2 separate regions of the Sus scrofa genome follow, and region 1 is linked to region 2. The links are chromatin contacts, called in public Hi-C maps. All regions are on one chromosome and are shown on one strand. The core of a region is the stretch at or near the end of the contact, and the rest is flanking DNA. Distances in the headings are between cores, read along the strand shown. Region 1 holds the start of VPS36 (vacuolar protein-sorting-associated protein 36). Region 2 holds the start of MRPS31 (28S ribosomal protein S31, mitochondrial).

Region 1 (3,671 bases), core at 1,085-3,584, 260 kb before region 2:
CTTGTAGGATAATGAACATCTTTAAACAGTTGCTCAGAAACTGGCCCAAGAGCACCCTTCATCAAGACTGTGGTGTGGGGATACTGCAACAAGCTGGACCCTATGAGGCCTTCCCAGAAAAGACCCCCACTCATGTCCTCCGCCTGCCTATTGTCTATAGGAAAACTTCAATCAGAGGAATGAAAAAATACAGAGAAAAAGGAAAAGAGTTGAGCAAAACAAAATAATAATAGTTTAGCCATTCAACAAAGTCAAAGACCTTTAGTTCTTACTCAAGAACTACAGATTAAATTCCGAGCCACGTCCTTGAAGCCATTGCAGGTGCCGAAGGCGGAAGACGTCAAAGGTATGCTGCCTGCAAGCGCGTAGACCCCAGACCGGTTGGAACCAGAAGGTCGATGACGCTGACTCCCAATGACCTCACCATCCACCCGTCAGGAAAAGGTCCATGAGCTGCTAATGCCCTGTTTTTGAACACTCTAAGACCCCTCATCGTCCCCTCCAAGGAGGGCGCCGTCCTTGCCTGCTGCTGTGTCCCCTCTCTGCCTGGCAATTAGAGCTACTTTTCCTCTTTCTTTCAACTCTGTCTCCGCGTTTCTCTTTGGCATCGGTGTACAGAGATTTCAGCCACAGCGATCAAGGCCCTCTTGTGCCCCTCACGCTTCACTCCCCTCTCTTAGCTTTGCTTCCTCATCTGGGAAACCTGCAACAGTCCAGAGAATCTTCGCAGGTTGCCACCACAGAAATCAGTGTCTGGACCCACATTCTCTGCTCTCCTCTGATTAGAAAGCTCTCTGACCCTCTCCGGTGCGCTCTTCTTTCACTCAGCGAGGTCCCTCCATCAAATCCCCCACCAATCACTTATCAGGTTTTTGACTTCGATCACTGCTCTCAGCAGTCACACATATTATTTGTTCCGCCTTAAAAACCAACCAACCAACCAACCAACCAACCAAACTCTCTGGCAATCTCACTTCCCCTTCTGCTTCTGGGCAAAGAAACCAACACATAAAAACCAAACCAACCAAATTCTTCCAAAGGCTCGTCTAGTTCCCTGCCTGTAAGTCCTCTCCTCTTTTTCTCTTTTAAAAAAATCACTCCACGAAGATGGTCTTCCACCACCCCACTGGACCCACTCCTGCCAAGGCCACCAAACATCCACAGGGTAAAAGCAGTGATCAGTCCCCTGACCCACCCGTCCTTCCGCCTGTACCCTCTTTCCACTTGGTTTCCAGGATTCCACACCCTCCTGCTGTCGCCCAACCTCCCCAGCAGCTCCACCTCCTTTTCTGCACCCTTTCCTCCCCTGACCTGTGTTACTTTGGTCTCAATGAATTGTCCCATGTTCCTGAGCAATTTTGTACAGTGTGAGCTGTTAGCTTCAGGGAGATGATTTCCTTTGGATTAAAAGATAATCAAAGAATAACAGATATTCAGAAATAGCCTCATCCACACACACACACAAAGGAAACAAGAATAAACAGTTGAGTGGTAAAAAAATTTACAGAAGGGATAACACTCAATGTAGTCAAAGCGACTTGGCCTGGGTAAAGACTGACTTGCTGGTGGCAGCACATCCTAGCTAAATAAGTCCCCAGTATGTAGCAGGGTCTCTTTAAAGCTGTAATTCTACTTTGGGAAGACACTTTAAGAAAATAATCCTAAAGGGGAAAATGCATTTCAGTTGCAGAAGTACAAATATAGGTGCTTCATTTATAATGTAAAATATCTAAAGAAATGAAAGGGACAGCAGCAAGAGGCCCAGCAGATGGGAGTAGCACTCAGGGACCAGTTTGTGGGGACCAACCCACAGGTAAATTTTAAGACATCTACACACTGAATATTATCTGGAGTAAATTCATGAGGTCTATGTTAATGCAAGTGTTTAAATAAAGATGATTTTAATGGGAAAAAAGAGGAGAGCACAAAATAAGTACTTATACACTGACTGAAGCTATGTGAAAAGAATTCAGGTCATAAATATTCATTAGGGAAAAAAGTCATCATTTACAGCTTTGAATGAATATGACAGCATGCTGGGCACTGAGAAGGAAATGGCACAAATATGCAGGAATAATGCACAATAAGGAGGTCCAGGCTGCAATCTGGGCTCCCTCGAAGTCCTTTGTAAGATCTGGGTTTGTGCCCCATCTGGACAAAGGATGGGGTGGAAGTTCCCCCCGGGCCATTGGCGGATGTACCACCAGAGGGCGCGCCAAGCTTGTCTCCAGGTCTCCGGGCGCCCTCCCGCCCCCCGGCGGCGCGCGCTCCCCAGGGCGGCCGGGCTGGACCTCTCCCTCCCTGCCGGCCTCCTCTCCGCCTGCCGCCAGAGGGCGCCGCAGGCTGCCCGGCGCTCGGCTGGCCGCCCCGGAGCGCCAGCGCGGGAGTGAGGCGGGGGCCGGCCAGGCGGCGGCCATGGACCGCTTCGTGTGGACCAGCGGCCTCCTGGAGATCAACGAGACCCTGGTGATCCAGCAGCGCGGGGTGCGCATCTACGACGGCGAGGAGAAGGTAGGGAGGCGGCCCGGGTCGCTCCCCGGCCCCCGGCTCGACTCTCGGCGCCGCCCCCGCCCGCCGGAGCCCGTCCGGCGCTCGGCTCGGCCCGACTTTGGAACGGCTCCCGGGGACGCGGTGGGTGGCGGCCCCTCCGGCCCGGGAGAGACTCCTTCGGGCCGCTCGGAGGGCGCGGGCCGAGCGCGGCGCGGTCTGGGAACCCGGATTCAGCGCCCCGATCGCGGCGGACGGGCGGCGGGCAGGCCGGTTCCGCCCTCGTCGGGAGGCCCCGGGTCCTGCGCTCGCGAACCGGGCGTGGCTTCGGCGCTGGGACCTGGGGGCGCCCGGGGGACTCCCGGCTGTCGCGGCCGGAGCGTCTGGGGGACGGCTTTGGAAGGACCTCGAAAGGAGGTGTCAGCCTCTCCTTGGGACGCCTTGGCCAAAGGCTCTGCGGGTTTTTTTGGGGGGAGGGGGTGACCTAAGAAAAGGGTTTTGATGATTTGCTTTGTACAGCGATGTAGTAGGCCATGCCTGGTCACCCGAGCTTAAACCTTAGGAGATCTGTTTGCAAACTGAGAGGGAAAAATACTGTGTAAGACATTCCCTGGAGACTTCTCTCAAACTGCAAACTGTCATCCTGTTCTGGGGAAATGTATAAGCTGGAATTAGGAAAAAAAAATTTAAAAACCCGTTTCCTCCCCAGCGTTTTTCGTTTGCACAAGTTTTCCCTGCACCCTCTACTTCCTTGCAGTTTCGTTAGAGGAACTTCCTGTTGTACTTTTGCATGGGTTCCTGGACTCAGCTTTTCCTGATCATGCTTTGCAGAAGCTGGAGGCCTCCTGCCTTGAAGGTAGCAGAGGGCCTGGGTCACAACCTTCCTTCGGAGGCAAGGCTGACGGGACCGAGGGCCCAAGGTTCTCTGCCTCTTGGAGGGCATTGTTTCATATTTCCATTTTGGAGTCAAAGTCTTTTCCTTAAATCATTTCGTTGGCCTCAACTCTGTTTACTGCTTCAGTCCTTTCATTAATTTGATCTTGTATTGGGCTGGCATCTTTTGGTTGGAGCAACAAGCTAAAGGTTTTTGGGTTTTCAAACCGAGGTTACACCTTTGGAACTCTTGTCGTAAATGGGAAACAAATCAACCCCCCTCCCCAGCCCTGGCCCTCGGGGAGCTGGAG
Region 2 (4,030 bases), core at 375-2,874:
TAAGCTGCTACCTTTCAGAGGCCATGTGGAGAGGGAGAGTGGGGTGGGGAGGGGAGAGGAAGAGGAGATTGTGCAGGCAGCCCATTTATTCCAGCCATTCCAGCCAAACCATCAGATATGGGAATAAAAAACCCATCTTGGAATCTACTCCAGACTAATTGCTACCTGACTGCAACCACACAAGAGACCTTAAACAGGAACCTCAAAACTGAGTTCCCTCAACCATAGAACTATGACAAATAATAAATTGTTTTAAGTCATTGGGGTGATCTGTTACAGAGCAGTTGATAAATGGAATATAGAATGTTTTTGTTTTTTCCATTTTCATGGAAGGCTTGCCCAGTTAATTAGCATAGAATTTCATGAGACATTTAGCACCAAGTCACTGATGCGTATAGGGACCTATTTAAGTTGATTTGGTGCCTCTTGCTAAAGGCACTTTGTTCTAGAAAGTGCATTTCTTGGGGAAGAAAATGACTAATGAATCAATGCCAGAATAGAAGGAGGAGGAAAATCATTTTCTTTTAGGCTACGTTTTTGTTGCTTTCATAAATGATTACTCTGCGCAATTGCACAAGTTATGGTTTTTCAAAGGATAGATCTATTTTTTCTTGGAGTGTACTGACATTCCATTTTTTAAAAATTTGTGGCCAATTAGAACTACTCTATTAATTATCTTTAATGTGGTAATCATTTCATGGTGTATATGTCAAATCATGATGCACACCTTAAACTTATACGGTGCTGGACTTCAATTATATCTCAATGAAACTGGAAGAACCTCCCCCCCCCCAAGATCGCATTTCTTATAGGCAGGGAAAAAAAAAAAAGGAAAAGCATCCCTAAGTGTAACGTCCTTAGCATTGTCACAAAGGTTTTTCAGGGCTAGTGGATCTTAGCAAGATCTGCTCAACGTAAGCTGTGTTTTCAGCATCACAAAAAATTCCCCACTGATCTTGAATTTTTTTTTTTTTTTTGACATTAGGCAAAATGCTGATGTCAATATTCAACCTACAGTATGGAATTCTAAGCTACAGGTTAGGTTGCCTTGTGACTTACTAGACAGCATTTTTCACCGCGTTTATGCTCACACCCTTCCAGATCTGAGAATTCCTCACATCCTTTCTGGACCACCGTTCAATCCCTTCATAAGAGGCAGGAAAAAGCCGCATCTTTTTATTTCCAAAGCCTTTTTTGAAACATACGCATCTCATGTTTTGACTCTATGCCCAGAACAGAGACTGAAAGGAAATACTAATTTATCCGACAGCATGGCCCATGGTAACCCTTTAAGTCTCCGCGGTGGCAATCGATGATTTTTACAATACGATGAATGCTGTGATCCTCTCCCCTAAACGCCGCACCACAGGGTCAGCTCTGCGCCTCATCTTTCCCGCCCGAAAAGCAGTATTCGCAGAGTTGATGGCTCCCTCCAAGCGCTCAGCTCTCGGGTCAGGGTCCCGCCTGCAGCACCGCACCCAGGCTGACCTCATTTGACTCCACCTCCGGGACTAGAATCGCCGAGGGTGCAGTCGCTTGCAGGCTGCGGGCTCAGCGCGGCCGCGGGCGAGCCCGGAACACAGTTACCGGCCCCTGTTGCCTCCGGAACACTAGGGGAAGGAGCGCGTCAGACTGGGAAGCGGAAGTAGGAGTGGAGGGCGTGTTTGGCGGGGGACGCACCTTCGCTGCAGCGTTCCCGGTTTTAATGGTTTCTCTGCGATGCTTCCGAGGGTCTCTGCTGTCATCCCTCTTCGCCCCCTTTCCCGCCTCCCTCTGTGCTCCGGAGGCCCAGAGGCATCGGCGGCTGCCATCCTGCTGCTCGATTCTCTGCGTGGAACGGTCAGGTATCGCATTTCAGCGCTGTTGGCCCCGCAGGTCTTCAAGCAACCCCTGTCCCCGCTCCTGTACATTGTTACTTTTCTCAGGCTTCCTGGGGCCCATGTTCTGACCCTTAGGATCTTAGAAGCCTTTGCTTTATATCTGAGAAAAGGGAAATCCCAGAAAGATAAAACGACTTGCCCAAGGTCATAGCGTGCGTAGGAAACAGCTCCTGTGGCTAGGCCTGGTCCTCTGCCCTGTGCTCCTTCTACTACATACCGCGCCTCATCCCTCTTCCCACTTCCCATTTTATCCAGGTTCCAGAAAGCGAAAGGGTTTTTTTTTGTTGTTGTTATTTATTTAGTCTCCCAAGACTGTGATGATGTTACCTTGATTTTTGAAAGCGCTTACCCCCCGGTAACACAGTCCTGCCATCACAGAGCGTATAGTTCCACAAAGTAGGCAGTTCAAGTATAGTGGAGTGCTGGCTGAGATAGTGGAGGTGGCACAGAATTAATTGAACAAGTAATTGCTGGATGAGCAAATAAAGACGCCTCATCATCGTAGGAGAGGTTCAGAGTATAATTTCTAGAGAAGAAATATGATAAAATCTGAAGGAGGACCAAGGGTTGGAGTTAGCCAGGCAACAAAAAGATTTGCAGCATACTTGATGTTGGTACGTATTCTCTGAGAACACTCACGTTTGTGAAAACAATTCTACTGCATATATATTCCATATAGAAAGATTGGGGGCCAGTTTGGCTAAGTACAGCCCTGAAGCAGGTTAGGAGCAGTGGGGATGGGAAGAAGTAACTGGATGGAGGAGAAGAATTGCACAAGTGAAACTGCTAGGATATCACATGATGACATAAGGGTAGGAGAGACAGCAAAGATTTCAGCTGGCTGCCTTAGAGGATTAGGGTGCCATTAATGTTAACAAAAGAAAGCTTTTAAAATATGTCAATTTTTAGAATACAGAAATACCTGCTTATGGCAAGAGGCCCCTGAATATTCTTTTCTGTTCCATTTTAGCTTAGCTTACAAATGGTGATTAGTTAAATGGCAGGTAGCTCAATGAGGAAATTAATTAGAATCACACCCAGGAATTTTTTTTAAAGAAAGTAACCTTTTTTTAAAAAAAATAGGAGTTTCTTTATTGTCATATTGTTTTTTATGACTTTTTATAGAGCTGTTATATTGTGTTAAGAGTAAGGATGTGGGAGTTTCCATTGTGGCTCAGTGGGTTACTAACCTGACTAGTATCCATGCGGATGCCGGTTCAATCCCTGGCCTTGTTCAGTGGGTTAAGGATTCGGGGTTGCCATGAGCTGTGGAGTAGGTTGAAGACAAGGCTCAGACCTGGCGTTGCTGTGGCTGTGGCATAGGCCTGCAGCTGCAGCTCCTATTCGACCCCTAGCCTGGGAATTTCCATATGCCACAAGTGCAGCCTTAAAAAAAAAAAAAAAAAAAAAAAAAAGAGTAAGGACTTGCTGGTTTGTCAGTTTGAGGTTTGAGAATAAGAAATTGAAATGTATTAACTATATCAGTGTTTTGCAAGGTTTTTTAATGTCATGGAACACATAGACAATGAGATTTGTACCAAACCTGAGGGAACACGGAGGGAAGCAACAGACAGGAGCACCAGCAGCCTGGGCCTCACTCAGACACCCTGAGGACCAGGTGGTCAGTATCTCAGCAGGCCTGTAACTCATTTGTGGCTCACTAGTGTGCCTTCAGCTTTAGTGAGCTCTCAGCTACATGACCTTGGGTAAGTTACTTCTCTGGTTTCCAGTTTCCTTATTTGTAAGATGGGGATAATATCTACCGTATGGGTTGATATGGGTATGAGAAAATGTACATAAAATGTTGCTCAACACTAGGCACATGGCATACATTCAATAAATGTTAAATTGCTGTCCTTATGGTTGTGAACAACAACAATAAGCAAAAGCAAAGGGTTTGAATTGAAAAAATTTAAAAAACATAGAAGCAGCATTTTGAGCCCTGACTTTATGATTTTGCCCTGTATTTCATTTTTTTTCTTTAATCTTTTCAGGACAGAAAATAATATCCAAAGATATTTTGGCACTAACAACTTGGTCTATAGCAAGAAAGATGAGCAGTCTGGTCCAACCTGTGAGATTTCCAAGGAGACAGAGAGCAAAGGCAGTGTAAAGGAGAATTCGAAAAAAGACTTGCTAAATATTATTAA

The links. A called contact is a pair of places that touch in the nucleus more often than the background predicts.
Region 1: a contact with region 2 is called in a Hi-C map of skeletal muscle, with 4 times the contacts expected there. The contact joins the promoter of VPS36 here to the promoter of MRPS31 in region 2. A contact is called at or near these places in 16 of 47 Hi-C or Micro-C datasets (alveolar macrophages, brain, embryonic fibroblasts and 8 more) and 2 of 2 datasets of contacts at active chromatin or transcription factors (alveolar macrophages and skeletal muscle).

The regions. Positions count from the first base shown.
Region 1 is chr11:15,734,132-15,737,802 of Sscrofa11.1, reverse strand. VPS36 (vacuolar protein-sorting-associated protein 36) reads left to right here and starts at 2,334. Exons shown (of 13, transcript XM_005668376.3): 1 at 2,334-2,511. The coding sequence starts at 2,416.
Region 2 is chr11:15,469,914-15,473,943 of Sscrofa11.1, reverse strand. MRPS31 (28S ribosomal protein S31, mitochondrial) reads left to right here and starts at 1,624. Exons shown (of 8, transcript XM_001926103.5): 1 at 1,624-1,844; 2 at 3,875-4,030. The coding sequence starts at 1,720.